2 separate regions of the Mus musculus genome follow, and region 2 is linked to region 1. The links are chromatin contacts, called in public promoter capture Hi-C maps. All regions are on one chromosome and are shown on one strand. The core of a region is the stretch at or near the end of the contact, and the rest is flanking DNA. Distances in the headings are between cores, read along the strand shown.

Region 1 (6,029 bases), core at 1,264-3,763:
TCATTCAAGTGGGAAACCCTCCACGAGTTGTGAGTTGAGTGTGAACACTACAAACCCTGTAGAACATCCAGATCCTACCCTGCCACCAGTTTCTAAAAAACATATCTCACCAACATTCTTGTGCAGATCTTCTTTGTCTGTAGAGGGGCTCACAGACTCCGATGCTCGCTCTCTCTCTCTCTCTCTCTCTCTCTCTCTCTCTCTCTCTCTCTCCCTCCCTCCCTCCCTCTCCCCACCATATATACTGACTGAGTCTCCAATAGCTTTTCATATCTCATGTGTACATACTTAGTCATGAAACAGCAACACATTTCCCCTTTCTCTTGAATATCACACACACACACACACACACACACACAAAATATGCACTGGCCTACAAATCCTTGGCTTCCCCATAGCATACAGGTTCTTGGTCCTCCCACATCTCATGTACATACATGTTCTTGGGTACACACACACTCATCCATGCACTGGCAGGCTTCCCGGCTCTTCTGAATCCCACATGCTCACATAGCCCATGCAGAAAAAGAAGCCATGGAAAGCATCTCATTTCTGCACCTCACTCTACCTCCAGATCTTGCTCCCTTAGGACAGAGCCAGGAGTGTCTGTTTAATAGATTCAATTACTTCAGGCTCCAGAGACCTTCCAACTTAATTCTGATTGCATTAAGGTGTCAGAGAATTTGGAAAGAAAGGGGAAAAGACAGCCGCAAAGTATTGATGGGGAAGTCTTCCAGACGCTTGTCATCCTACAGAGGTAGATAGCAAATAATTATAACTTTGTCAGAGGTGGAATGGACAACAGGGAGTTTAGGGGTCAGTGCCTCTCATACACCCTTTTTTCAGGTCTTCGGCCTAAAGGACAGCAGCCTCTGGGGGAGTAGCTTTGCTGCTGTCCTCTGGCTTCCAGGGAAGGAGGGACAAACTAGCCCTCTGCTGCTCTGAAGACCAGGCAGCAGCTTTACACTGCACCCTACTCTTGGGAGATTTTCTTGGGAGGTCCAGTATGACAGTAATAGCCCTTAGGAGGTTAATAAATAACCCAAGTGAACAGGGTTTGGGGAGCTAAGATCTCACTCTAGACAGATAAGGATTTAAGAGTAAACACATGCACAGCACATGGACTACTGGGAAGCAGAGGATGGAGACTGTGGACTGGGAGTTAGTATGTGAATGCTGGCTTCACCGAGGACTACCTGTGCAGCCTTGAGCATTGTGCTTGTCTTCTCTGTGCTTCATTTCCTCTGCTGAAAAAAAAATCTATCTATCTATCTATCTATCTATCTATCTATCTATCTATCTATTTATCTATATATATATATATACAGTTCCTAGGCCAGTCGTTAATGAAGTTATTTAAATCTCACCTAACAAAGCCCCAACCCCTGATAGCTCACCAAGCAGTCCATATATCATCATTATTGTATTTGTAGTTTATGGGTCAGACAAGGCTGAGAAGCTGGAATAAGCCCCAGGGGCAGGTTCTGGCTTGGCTCCAGGGCAGTAAGATGAGACCCACCCTAAACATGGGGGTCATTACCACACTCCTCCCAGTGCTGCCAGAATATCTCTCCATGGAGGCTCTACTGCATATCCGGTGCTGCTGAGCCTAAGGTACACTTGAGGAGTGTATAGGGTCTGTGTTCATCAGTAGTCCCTTCCCTGATCCCCATTATGAGGTTCAGGCTGGCCTTCCAGCCTCCTACGTTGCTGGATACCTGGCCTCTCCCTTCTTCCATCTAGCCCTATTATGGATCTTCCATCTTTCCCTCCCCTGCCTGTTATTAAATGTAGGTCCTCTGTACAGCCATCTCAGCAGCATTCAAGGTTAGGAGGATCTTTCTTGAGATTTTGCTGCCCTCCAAAAGGGCTTTGAGAGATGAGAGACCCTGGTTCAACTTCAGCTCCAACACTTCCTTGTTCCTTGCCCTTCGGTCAAGCCATTTCTCAGACTTCATTCCCTGGGAAATAGGGATAAAATATTTGCTTGTCAAAGCTGTTGTGCCCGCTAATGCTCCAACTTTCTAAGGACCTGGAGTGCAACCGTAAACAGAACTCTTCCCTTGGTTGTGGAAACGTGGATGGGAAGCGTAAGGTCCAAAAGAATGACCCAGGCAGAGGAAACACCGTTTACTTAACTAAAGATCAGAAGGTTATGGAGGCAGGCACATGAAATGGGAAGTTGAGAAGGAAACAGGGACTCAGTCAGTACTCAGACCAGAGGCTCCCTGAGTTGAGTCCAGGGTAAATCTGAGATAGTCAAGGACTGAGGGATAGCTGAGGTCCTAGAGGGAGAAACTGAGGCTAGGTGACAGCATCCTTCCGGCAGAGAGTGGGCATCCCGCGCGGTCTGCATCCACCGGCCAGGGTGGGGTCTCCGTCGAGGCGGGGCCAGGGGCGGGGCGGCGGCTGCCACGCAGGGCTCAGCCTGGGGCGCGAGACCCGGCGCCTGCGGTGCGGACTGCCTCTCCCGCCTCAGGCGCGCTCCAGCCCGCGCGCTCCCGGTGCCCCGCGCACTCCCGCCGCCTCTCCCGAGCGCTGCACCGCGCACAGACAACCGTTCTGGGAGCCCGCGGCCGGGGCCCTGGCGTGCAGAGAGGGCCTCGGCGGGGCCCAGCGGTCGGGCCGGGGAGGATGCGGCCCGGGGCGGCCCGAGAGTTGAGCAGGGTCCCCGCGCCAGCCCCGAGCGGTCCCGGCCACCGGAGCCGCAGCCGCCGCCCCGCCCCCGGGAGACATGACTTCCAAGCCGCATTCCGACTGGATTCCTTACAGGTACGCGGGCCCGGCTTCCCCGGCTCCAGGGCATGTTCGGACCCCCATTCCAACGCTGAGGGCGGGGAGGAGGACGGGAGCGCGCAGCCAGGGCACCCACCATCCTCCGAGTCGGGATGCAGCGTCGGTCGGGGCCATCTGGCCTGGAGGCAGGGTACTGCTCCCTCAGTCTCCTTTCCAACACCGGGAGCGCGGGTTGGAGGTGCCGGGCTTTTCCATCCCAACTTTGAGGGCCTCAAAGCCACCTGCCCTTTTCCACCCTTCTCAACACCCAAAGCTTCTTAAAAGATCTCTAGCCTTGTTGAGTCGGGTGGCACATGGAGAAAGGAACTGCTGTGAGCCAGCCGCCCCCTAGGCCCAGCACCCAGGACATGCGTCTGGATAGCTTGTGCGCACACATCCCTGCATCTTCACGCTTGCACACAAACAGAGCATCTGCGCGCTGGGCCAAATATGTCCCTGCTGTTCAGTTCATATCCCCAAAGCATGGATTTGCTGAGATGGTTAGAACCCAGGCCACATGGCAGCTTACATGTACCCATATATCTCAGTAGACCTTAATTTGGGGGCTGCACAGGTGCATACATTCAAATCTGTGCGTATAGGAATACACCGTATTACCTACTCATAAGTACTATTCAGTACCTTTCAGAGATGCTTGTTAGTGGAACTAGCTCACAATTCAGAGAATTGCTCTCACACACGCTCACGTGCACTCAAGAGCATTGACCAACCTCCTGTTCCTGGATACTTGGTTGGGCAGACCTAAGAGAGACTCGGGTTTTCTTGTGTGGGTGGTGGGGGAGGGGTGGTCTCCAGCCTCACACAGGTGCAGGCCTTTCTCCATCCACTACTCAATTCTATTACCAGGGAAAAGAGCTCATTGCCATAGCAGCGCCACATCCGTGGCCACTCATTGGCTCTCTAGTTGCCATGGGCTACCGGGCTGTCTCTAAAGCCTCCTGAAGAGGCATGTGTGTAAAAAGGGAGCTGGACTGCTAAGACCCACTTTTTATTGCTGACCCAGGTGCACATTTGTTGGTTTGCAGAATCAGACACTCAGGACCCACATAGCCCATGAAGGAAAGTGATCCTGACAGAGTCCTTCCAAAGAGTCGGTCCAGACAGAACCCCAATTAGAAACCAGCTCGAACTGCCTGAAGCTTGTTAAAAGCGGGTCTTTCTACCAACAGGCACCTGTCATAGGCCTGGGAATTCAGCGATTTTTTCTCGAGAATAATTATTGCCTCTGAGCTCAGCCTCTGTGGGGGCTTTTTGAGTTATTTTCTGTCTTACCACCAACACACACAGAGACACATGTAGACAGAGAGTCATACACAGGCTCCTGCAGACATGTGAGCCCACACCTCAGTCTCACATGGATAAGGGAGAAACCTCCAATTGGGAACTGGGGCCTGAGTTGTACTAACTCAGAAGACTATGTGCCCTTGACATATATCCAGGATGAGGGTGCAGATAGTGCTGAGGCCATTCTGGTATTTTCTTGACTCATGTGCAGCCTTACAGAGTATCTCTGACCATTTGTCTGCCAGCAGAGGTGGAAGGCAGTGCCTATGGACTGAACAGACAATAGTGCTGTGGAAGTATCTTCAAGGAGATCAGTTGTTGGGTAGTGGCCAGCCACAGGCTACACTGTGACTGTGGCAATAATGCTGTGCTTAGGTTTTGCAAAATGGAAGGCTTGGCTGGTTATGGTTCAAGACTGATTCTACCAGGGACCCAAGGACTAAAGCAACTTGCAAAGCTTGTAGAGAAAAAAAAAAAAATCTACCTCAAGCTAAGAGGGTTTAGTCTGCGCCTAGGAAAAGAGACCTCTGGGAGATAGGATTATCTCTGAGAACTCTATTGCAAGTGCCCAGGGCATTGATATCCTGAAATGGGTGATTGGCACTCAACCCAGCCTAAGCCTAACCATCCCCCATTCTCCCTCCCACACTCAGCTGAAAGCACAGAATCCTGCCACCCTGGAAGCCTAGCCCTGAAGGCAGCTTGGCACCCTGTGGCCCACCCTGCTTCCTCTCTCCCTTCCTGTCACCTGCCTTCTTGTTCTGTGCAGTGGGGAGAGTGGGTATTCAGCTGGGGGTGGGCTGCCATCAGGAGGAGCCTCCTCTGCCCTGTTCAGTCTTTCTGAGCATGCGCAGAGCCTGGAAAAGCACTGGGTTTGGGAATAGACTTCCTAGTAGGGAAGACCTGTGCTGAGAGGCGATCCAAATGGCCCTTTGCATCACTAGGCTGTGGATTGCAGGCAAAGCCACAGGTCTGTCTGGTGGCAGAAAACTGGGACAGAAGACAAAGCACAGTTCTTGGCAGCTAGGCAGGGGGCAGCATGCATACACGTGCTTTGCCTAGTGTGAGGTTTTCCCTAATGCCACAGCACTTCAGACTGGAATGTGGTGTATGGGGGAGAGAGACTGACTTGTTAGCGCTTCTGAAAGGCTCTCTCTCTCTGTCTCTGTCTGTCTGTCTGTCTGTCTGTCTCTCTCTCTCTCTCTCTCTCTCTCTCTCTCTCTCTTGCATCCTGCATTCCCTTGGCTCAGCTCATTTTCCTCAAAGCAGTGATAGTTGGTGCTAATCTTCTTAGGGGTAATTTTGGCTCAGTTTCTAATGATCATGGATTAAGCTCACATTCTGACTTAAAAGGGAGCCATTCCATTTATAAAGATCAACAACTAGAGTCATTTTTTCCCATCTCCTGTTACCTGTATTCTTGAAGAGTATTAGATGCCTGTAATGTTTGACTCTGCAGCTTTTTTATAAGTTGTAGGTGGGTGGAGTTCCAAGGAAGGACTGTAGCTTCAGGCCTGTTATAGGCCTGTGCAGTTGGTGGTTGTTTATTTGCATGTGTGTGTGTGTGTGTGTGTGTGTGTGTGTGTACGCCTGTGTAAATTTATGTGTACCACATGGAAGCCCATGGAAGCAAGGAGAGGGCAAGAGGTCCCATGGAACTAGAGTTACAGGCAGGTGTAAATTTGCCATGTGGGTGCTGGGAACTGAACTCAGGTTCTCTGCAAGAGGAATAAGCACTTTTAAATGCAGAGCCTTTCCTTAACACCCATTCTCAGTGTTCTTGCCTGCAGTGCCCAGGGTTTTCTTCACCAAATCATGAACTCCTTGTGAGCAGGCACCTCATGTGACATCTAGCTGAACCTCCAGCACTACCCAGCATAGAGAAAATGCTACCTCTATAAATCAAAGTGCTGTCAAACTTCAGACAACTTTTAGGAATTCCTGGACTT
Region 2 (6,457 bases), core at 925-3,424, 430 kb after region 1:
GGCATGGAACTGTGATAGAACTAGAATGAACATGTAAACCATCTGTCTGGTTCTGTAGTCTGTGCTTCTAGGCACAGCATGATATTTTCATATACGACTGAATGCCATGGGGAAACAGTTGTAACTCAAGCATCCAGCTCGTTATTAACGCCCCTAGCCCCCGTGTGCCAGACACACAAATGCTACTGAAGGGAGATAACTGTGCCGGAAGGGCCAATGTTTGAGGAGGTTTGTTCCAGATAAATTAATCAAATATAGTGATCACTTTGAGGAAACATTTGGCCTTGGGATATTAAGGGTGACCAAGAATTAATTAAAGAGAACAACAATGGCAGGGACAGGAACATGTGCAAAGGTCCTGAAGTGAGACAAAAAGCCATGATGGAAAACTGAAGAAGAGTCTATGTATCCCCAAGCACAGAGGCGCATGCTTGCAATCCCAGCTACCTGAGAGACTACATCAGGAAGAAAACAAGTAGAAGCTAGCCATAAGGCCTGGCCTAAATTTATTTATTTACTTATGTATTTATTTAGAGTGCTAGGATTGAATTCAGGGCCTCCCTGTGTGCTGTGTGTGTGTGTGTGTGTGTGTGTGTGTGTGTGTGTGTGTATGTATGTATGTATGTATGTATGTATTATGTATCTATTTTGTGTACAATTTGTGGAGTCTGTTCTCTCCTTCCAACACGTGGGTCCTGGGGATCAATTTTGTGTCATCGGACTTGGTGGTAAGCACATTTATTTACCCAAGGAGCCATTTTTCTGGCTCAGCATAATCAATTTGTAAATTTTAAATATTGTTCCTGCTGTAGAGCAAGAGATAAAATAGGAATACTTTAAAATGGGACACTGACTTCAGACCAATTAGAAGGTAACTTCAAGAGACACAGTAAGAGCATGGTAGCCCAGACTAGGGTGATAGAAGAAGAAACAGAAGTGGTTAGATCTGATATTTGGTTTGAAGACAAAATGAACACAAAGTCATGGCAGTATGGACATAGGAGAAAGGGAAATGGGTACTGATGAGGGCAAGATTCCTGGCTTGAAAATGATATAGATATATGATTCATTAGGAAAAGAACACTGGTGGCTTACACAGACTAGACTTTTAGATATGTAGTATCTCGGTGTGGTGCTCACAATTTGAAGACATGACCTGGAGAACAAGGAGAGCAAGCTTAAGTTCAAAATCTGTTGCTTTGGCATTCCATTCGCAGATCCTTCCTCCTACATAGGCTGGCTTGATCTTGCTCTGATGTTGAAGGTGGGTTGTCAGACCAAAAAACAGCGGGGGGGGGGGGGGGCAAGGTTCCTCCGCTGTGGTTAGGCGTGAGGAGCACCCCGAATGTGCAATTATCCCCTACAACTAACTTAACCACTTTCTATTTGTCATTCACAGGGCAATACCACATACAGGCTCATTTCACCCGACAACGGTGTGAGAAATTCTAACGTGCGTCTAGGAAACAGAGACAGCAGGTTTAAATTCCCTGTCCTCAGAATCATCTGGAGACTGCTCTTAACATCGCCCTGCCTCCTGAGCATCCACTCTGTGCAAGGAAAAAGACTTAAGAAGCTACCACATAACGAGGTCCTAGTAGATGTCAGGCTCTTAGGAAATTAAAAAGACACCAAGCCCTTACAACTCCATGGCTTTTAAGGACGTTTTCCCACACACACACACACACACACACACTTACCCTGAGTGAGATCACATTAAACTTTCAAAAATGTTTCCTGTAGCGAACATGGGATGGGAGTGAGGAAGTGAAGATGGACCCAAGCAGCAAGGGACCACCCCAAACACCAGACCAGGGGAAAATGAGGTCCCGGGTGTTTGGGTCCCCCGAGACTCCTAAAAGGGTCCGTGATCATCCCCAGGACCCTCCTCCGCGCAGGACGCCTGGCCGACCGCTGGCTGGAGCCCTGAGGCCCGTTTGCCTGCGGTTGTCATAGCAACGGGGCTCGAAGGCTGCCTAACCCTCCCGCCCACCTTTTCCCTCAGGGTAGGGCGAGTCAGCGTTGCGAGGCCACTCACCACAACGGCCGGCGGGCTGCCCCTGACAGAGGCACACACTTGGACCCGAGTGGTCCCCCAGCCCCGAACGCCACACCTAAAGAAGCTGAACTTTTCTAAGGCCCGGGATGCCGACCCAGGAGGTGGACGGGGTCTGCACCGGGACAAAGCGCGACAGCAAACGCGAAGCCCCAGCCTTCCGCGCGCAAGTGAGGCCTGTGAGGAGAGCGGGGGCCGCACAACGGCGCCCGCGTGCCCGGGAGCCTGGTCTCCGCGGGCCGCACCCCAGACACGGAGCGGGGAAGCCTGCCTCGAGCACCGTGTCAAGTAAAACGCTTTTCAACAGCACTGTCGCTATCGTGACGGGATGTTCCGACTTATTCTCAGTCATGGCCCAGGCGGCCGGTGCTCGTGCGGCGAGGCTCGCCCGTCCAGGGGGCCTCATACGATGTGAACGTGGTCAGGGCGTCTCTGCTGAGAGCTGGGTGTGGATCCTCACAGAAAGGCTGAAGTGGCCCGTGACGAGTCAAATAACATATCTCTAGACTTGTCCCAAGCCTCTGTGGGACCATCTCCAATGTATGTCGCAAGCAATGGAGCCGTGAAAAGCTGGCTACAGCTGTATGCTAATGTTCTATTATTGATCTGAACTAGGAATGGCTTCTGTGGGCGGGTCCTCTCTCCAGCAGCTGTCGGGAAGAAATTCAACTCTACTTGGACTAGCATAATTATTCAAGGCAGATGTCTTCTAAAATTAAGGTGATTGATAGCCAGTAACAGTACAGCAAAGCAATTAATTTTATTGCTTACAGGTGTACATTTGGCAACTACTTAATCCTGTTGCTTTCATAGGAGGGAAAAAAGTGCTCAAAATGGGCACAAGTAGTTGGTAACTTCATTTTGGAAACCATTTTTCAACCACAAATACTCCCTGCCATGTACTATATTAATAGAACTTTGGGATCTTGGCCAAGCAATGTTCTGGAAAATTACAGAACTATCGTCTAACAAGAGTCTGGAAGAGATGTGAGAATTTGCACTCTGTATGTCCCCCTTGCCTGTATAGAAAGATGGCATGATTGCCCATCCAAGCCTAAGTCTGAGCATGAGTTTGAGGAGATAAACTACTATCTGCTTCACTGAACTGTGACATGCATGGATCCGCCTTTAACAAACCCCTACGAAGGCTTTTAGACTCCGGACCCTTCCAAAAAACAACTTCAAACATCTGACAAAGCCTAGTTAAGGGACAACACTGGTAGGAAGAATTGTTGGAAAGGCATGCTGGTGAGTCCTCCCCTGCAGTCTGTCAGTGATGCCCAAACTTGCTCAACACCAGACATCTACCGGGAATTTTTGTTTTACTTTATTTTGTGTTTAAGTGTAGATTCACAAATTATACACTCAGAGATTCTGATTAAATAGGTCCCAGTTTTGAACGGGTGGGTAGGTGTGTGTGTGTGTGTGTGTGTGTGTGTATGTGTTTCTAGCACTGGTTAGGAACCAGTAGGCTAGGGTTTTGTTTTGTTTTGTTTTGTTTTTTCTGAGTTGGGTCAGACCATCGAAGCACACTGTGTTTGTAGTCTGGGAAGATAGTTTCAGTTGATAAAATACTGACTTCAAGCATGAGTACCTGAGGTTGATTCCCAGAACCCAAGTTAAAAAAAATAAATTGAAAACTGGGCACAGAGGCACATGCTAATAATCCCAGCACTAAGGAGGTAGAGACAGGAGGTTTCCTGAGGCTTACTGGCCAGCTATCATAGACTAATTGGTAAGTTTCAGACCAGTGAGCAGTCAAAAACCAAAGTTGACAGTTCCTTGGAACAACACCACCTAAAGCTGACTTCTAGCCTAAACACACACACGCACACACACGCACACACGCACACACGCACACATACACACATACACACAGGTCCATTTATTTGGGTGCATATGAACATGTATCTCTGCCGTGTTTATATGGAGATCAGAGGACAACTCTTGGGGCTCAGTTCTCTCCTGCCACCTTGTGGGATTTGCAGTTCAAACAAGTTCAGGCCTGCATATGTGCAACCTCTACCCACTGAGCTGTCTCACTGATACCCTCCAAAATGTTTAAGGCTGAGTGTACCACCTTATCTTCCCCTTGGAACTCTGCCTATCGCAAGTCTTTAGCATCAGCCTTGCTCCATTTGCTTATATTAAGAAACGATATCAGTGGCTTGCAAGCACGGCTTGGTAGATAAAGACACTGAGTAGATAAAGATACCAATCCTGACAACCTGTCCCATTCCCAGAACACATGCAAAGGTAAGAGAAAGCCAACACCTGCATGTTGTCCTCTGACCTCCATACATGCACCGTGGCACAAGCACATGTGCACACATGTGCAGACACAATAATAAAAATAAATAAGTTTTAAATAAGAATGGAGCTTTTCCCCTGACAGTAAGTAAAATATTTGTGACATCTCTGCATTTGTTAGAGGGTTTGTTTTGTTTGAGACAGAACTCACTATACAACTCTAGGCGTCCTAAAACTCGATGTGTAGACCAGGCTGGCCACAAACTCACAGAGACCCACTTGCCTGCTGGGTACTGGAATATAAGGCATGCACCACTCTGCCTAACTTTAAAGCGGTTTTAAGAATGTCCCAACCCCGTAGCAGAATCTTTCCAGCTTATCTAAGCCAGGGTTTCTCCTTTTTTTGGTTCATAAGCCACTAAAAAGAAATATGTTTTATATTGCCACCCACTGTATATGTATTTACTAACAGAAACACTTCTGAGATTTAGTTGGCCTCTAATTCCATCTGGAGAAGGTTCTAGGCTCTACAGGACCAGAGTGAGTGCTGGGGATGTAACTCAGCAAAAGAGGACCCACCTAGCATGTGTACCGCCCTGGGTTTGCCAGGACTGCAAAATAAATGAACAACTCATATGATTAGATTAGGCCCATCCAAAAATTCAGGATAGTCCCCCACTTCTATAAAGAAATAGCTGTGGGTATAGAGCCCTTGCCAACTAATATAATTACTTTATGCCCCCATAGGACAGTCCATGCAAGAAACTTTCAATTCTGTTAGGAAAAATAGTCATGCCTTATCCGTATGAAGGGAGAAAACCATGAGATCAACTTCATTTCCCTTCTTAGCATGGATTCCAGGAGATGATGGGGCTCAGATTTGCAGTTCAGTTTTAATAACTTGGCTAAACTTAGCAGCTCACATGTCTACAGCTCTCTTTTATCCTCTTCCATGTTCCCCTCATTCTGACTTTGATTTTTTATTGACTACTATATTGATGTTTATCTTATGCTGCCCCACACGCTTTGCACTTGCTGTTTTTTCTGCTTCTAAAGCTCTGCTCTCTTAGCTCTCCAAGGCTGCTGCTTTCTCATAATTCAGACTGTACAGTTGCCCCCTCCTCAGAAAGCCCACCCCAACCTCCTCTCTAGAGGATTCCCCCATACACATACCCCCAGTCTATCATCTTATCTTGTTTCATCTACAAACACCATATAAAGTGGTAGACCCCAACAGAAATTAAAACCTCCTTAGGAAGAAATTAAATTTTGAATTATATACTTTTCAAATAAGTCCCCCTTCCAAAAAAATCTTAATATAACATAATCTAAACACCTCTGCATTTGTCCTTATAGAGAGAAACCAATGAAGCTACACAGGAAGGTGATGCACTCGGGAGTCTGTGAAACCCACACAGAGACATCCTGGATCTTCTTAGGAAATCTTGGTGTTGTGCCAGACGAAAAACATTTTTCAGAGTATTCAAGTTGCTCAAAGCAGCCACATTAAATATTATGGCTAGTTACCAGAGCCCAGGTCCTCAGAAAAGAATTGCAGCACCATAACCATTAACACAACAAACTCTAGACACTGCCAAGGACCTCGCTCTATTCCAGGGGTCACCTCAGCACTACAATATGCTCTCCTGTTCCTGAAATTATTAACGTCACCATTGGCAGCAAGTATGATATGCCATTTACGTAAACACTTCAGGGTAATGTCAGGTACTGTAGAGTATCAAATTGCTGACATTTAAGAGAGAGGTCAGAACTGAAGCGTGGTGAGAGAACAAACACAAGAGTAACTAGCACAGCTTGTTCCAGCTTTTGTTGACCCTGTTGATAAAGGTACCAGAGTTTGGGCTTGGGCAGAGAGGTAGATTTCTTAAGTCAAGGAACGGTTGATTTGTGTTATTGTTTTAGAACACTCTCTCTCTCTCTCTCTCTCTCTCTCTCTCTCTCTCTCTGTGTGTGTGTGTGTGTGTGTGTGTGTGTGTGTGTGTGTAGTTTTTGATTTATATGAAATAGAGATCTCCTATAGCCCAGACTGGCCTCACACTATGTCATTGAGGCTGGCCTTTAACTCTTCCCAATGCTCCTGCCTCAGCCATCCAAGAGCTGAGACTATAAAGCTGTATGTGTGCCACCAAT

Evidence for each region. Promoter capture Hi-C pulls out the DNA fragments that hold promoters and counts their contacts.
Region 2: a promoter capture Hi-C map of hippocampal neurons shows a contact between it and region 1, with 3 times the contacts expected there. The contact joins the promoter of Stk33 here to the promoter of Tub in region 1. A contact is called at or near these places in 11 of 39 promoter capture datasets (the HPC-7 cell line, cranial neural crest, embryonic stem cells and 4 more), 3 of 115 datasets of contacts at active chromatin or transcription factors (astrocytes, embryonic forebrain and embryonic stem cells) and 2 of 9 other capture datasets (adipose tissue and embryonic stem cells).

Annotation. Positions count from the first base shown.
Region 1 is chr7:109,008,367-109,014,395 of GRCm38.p6, forward strand. It overlaps Tub (tubby bipartite transcription factor), which reads left to right and starts at 2,514. Exons shown (of 12, transcript NM_021885.4): 1 at 2,514-2,772. The coding sequence starts at 2,735.
Region 2 is chr7:109,436,879-109,443,335 of GRCm38.p6, forward strand. Stk33 (serine/threonine kinase 33) reads right to left here and starts at 2,175. Exons shown (of 14, transcript NM_054103.1): 1 at 2,039-2,175. It overlaps 1700095J03Rik (RIKEN cDNA 1700095J03 gene), which reads left to right and starts at 1,740. Exons shown (of 2, transcript NR_152110.1): 1 at 1,740-3,304.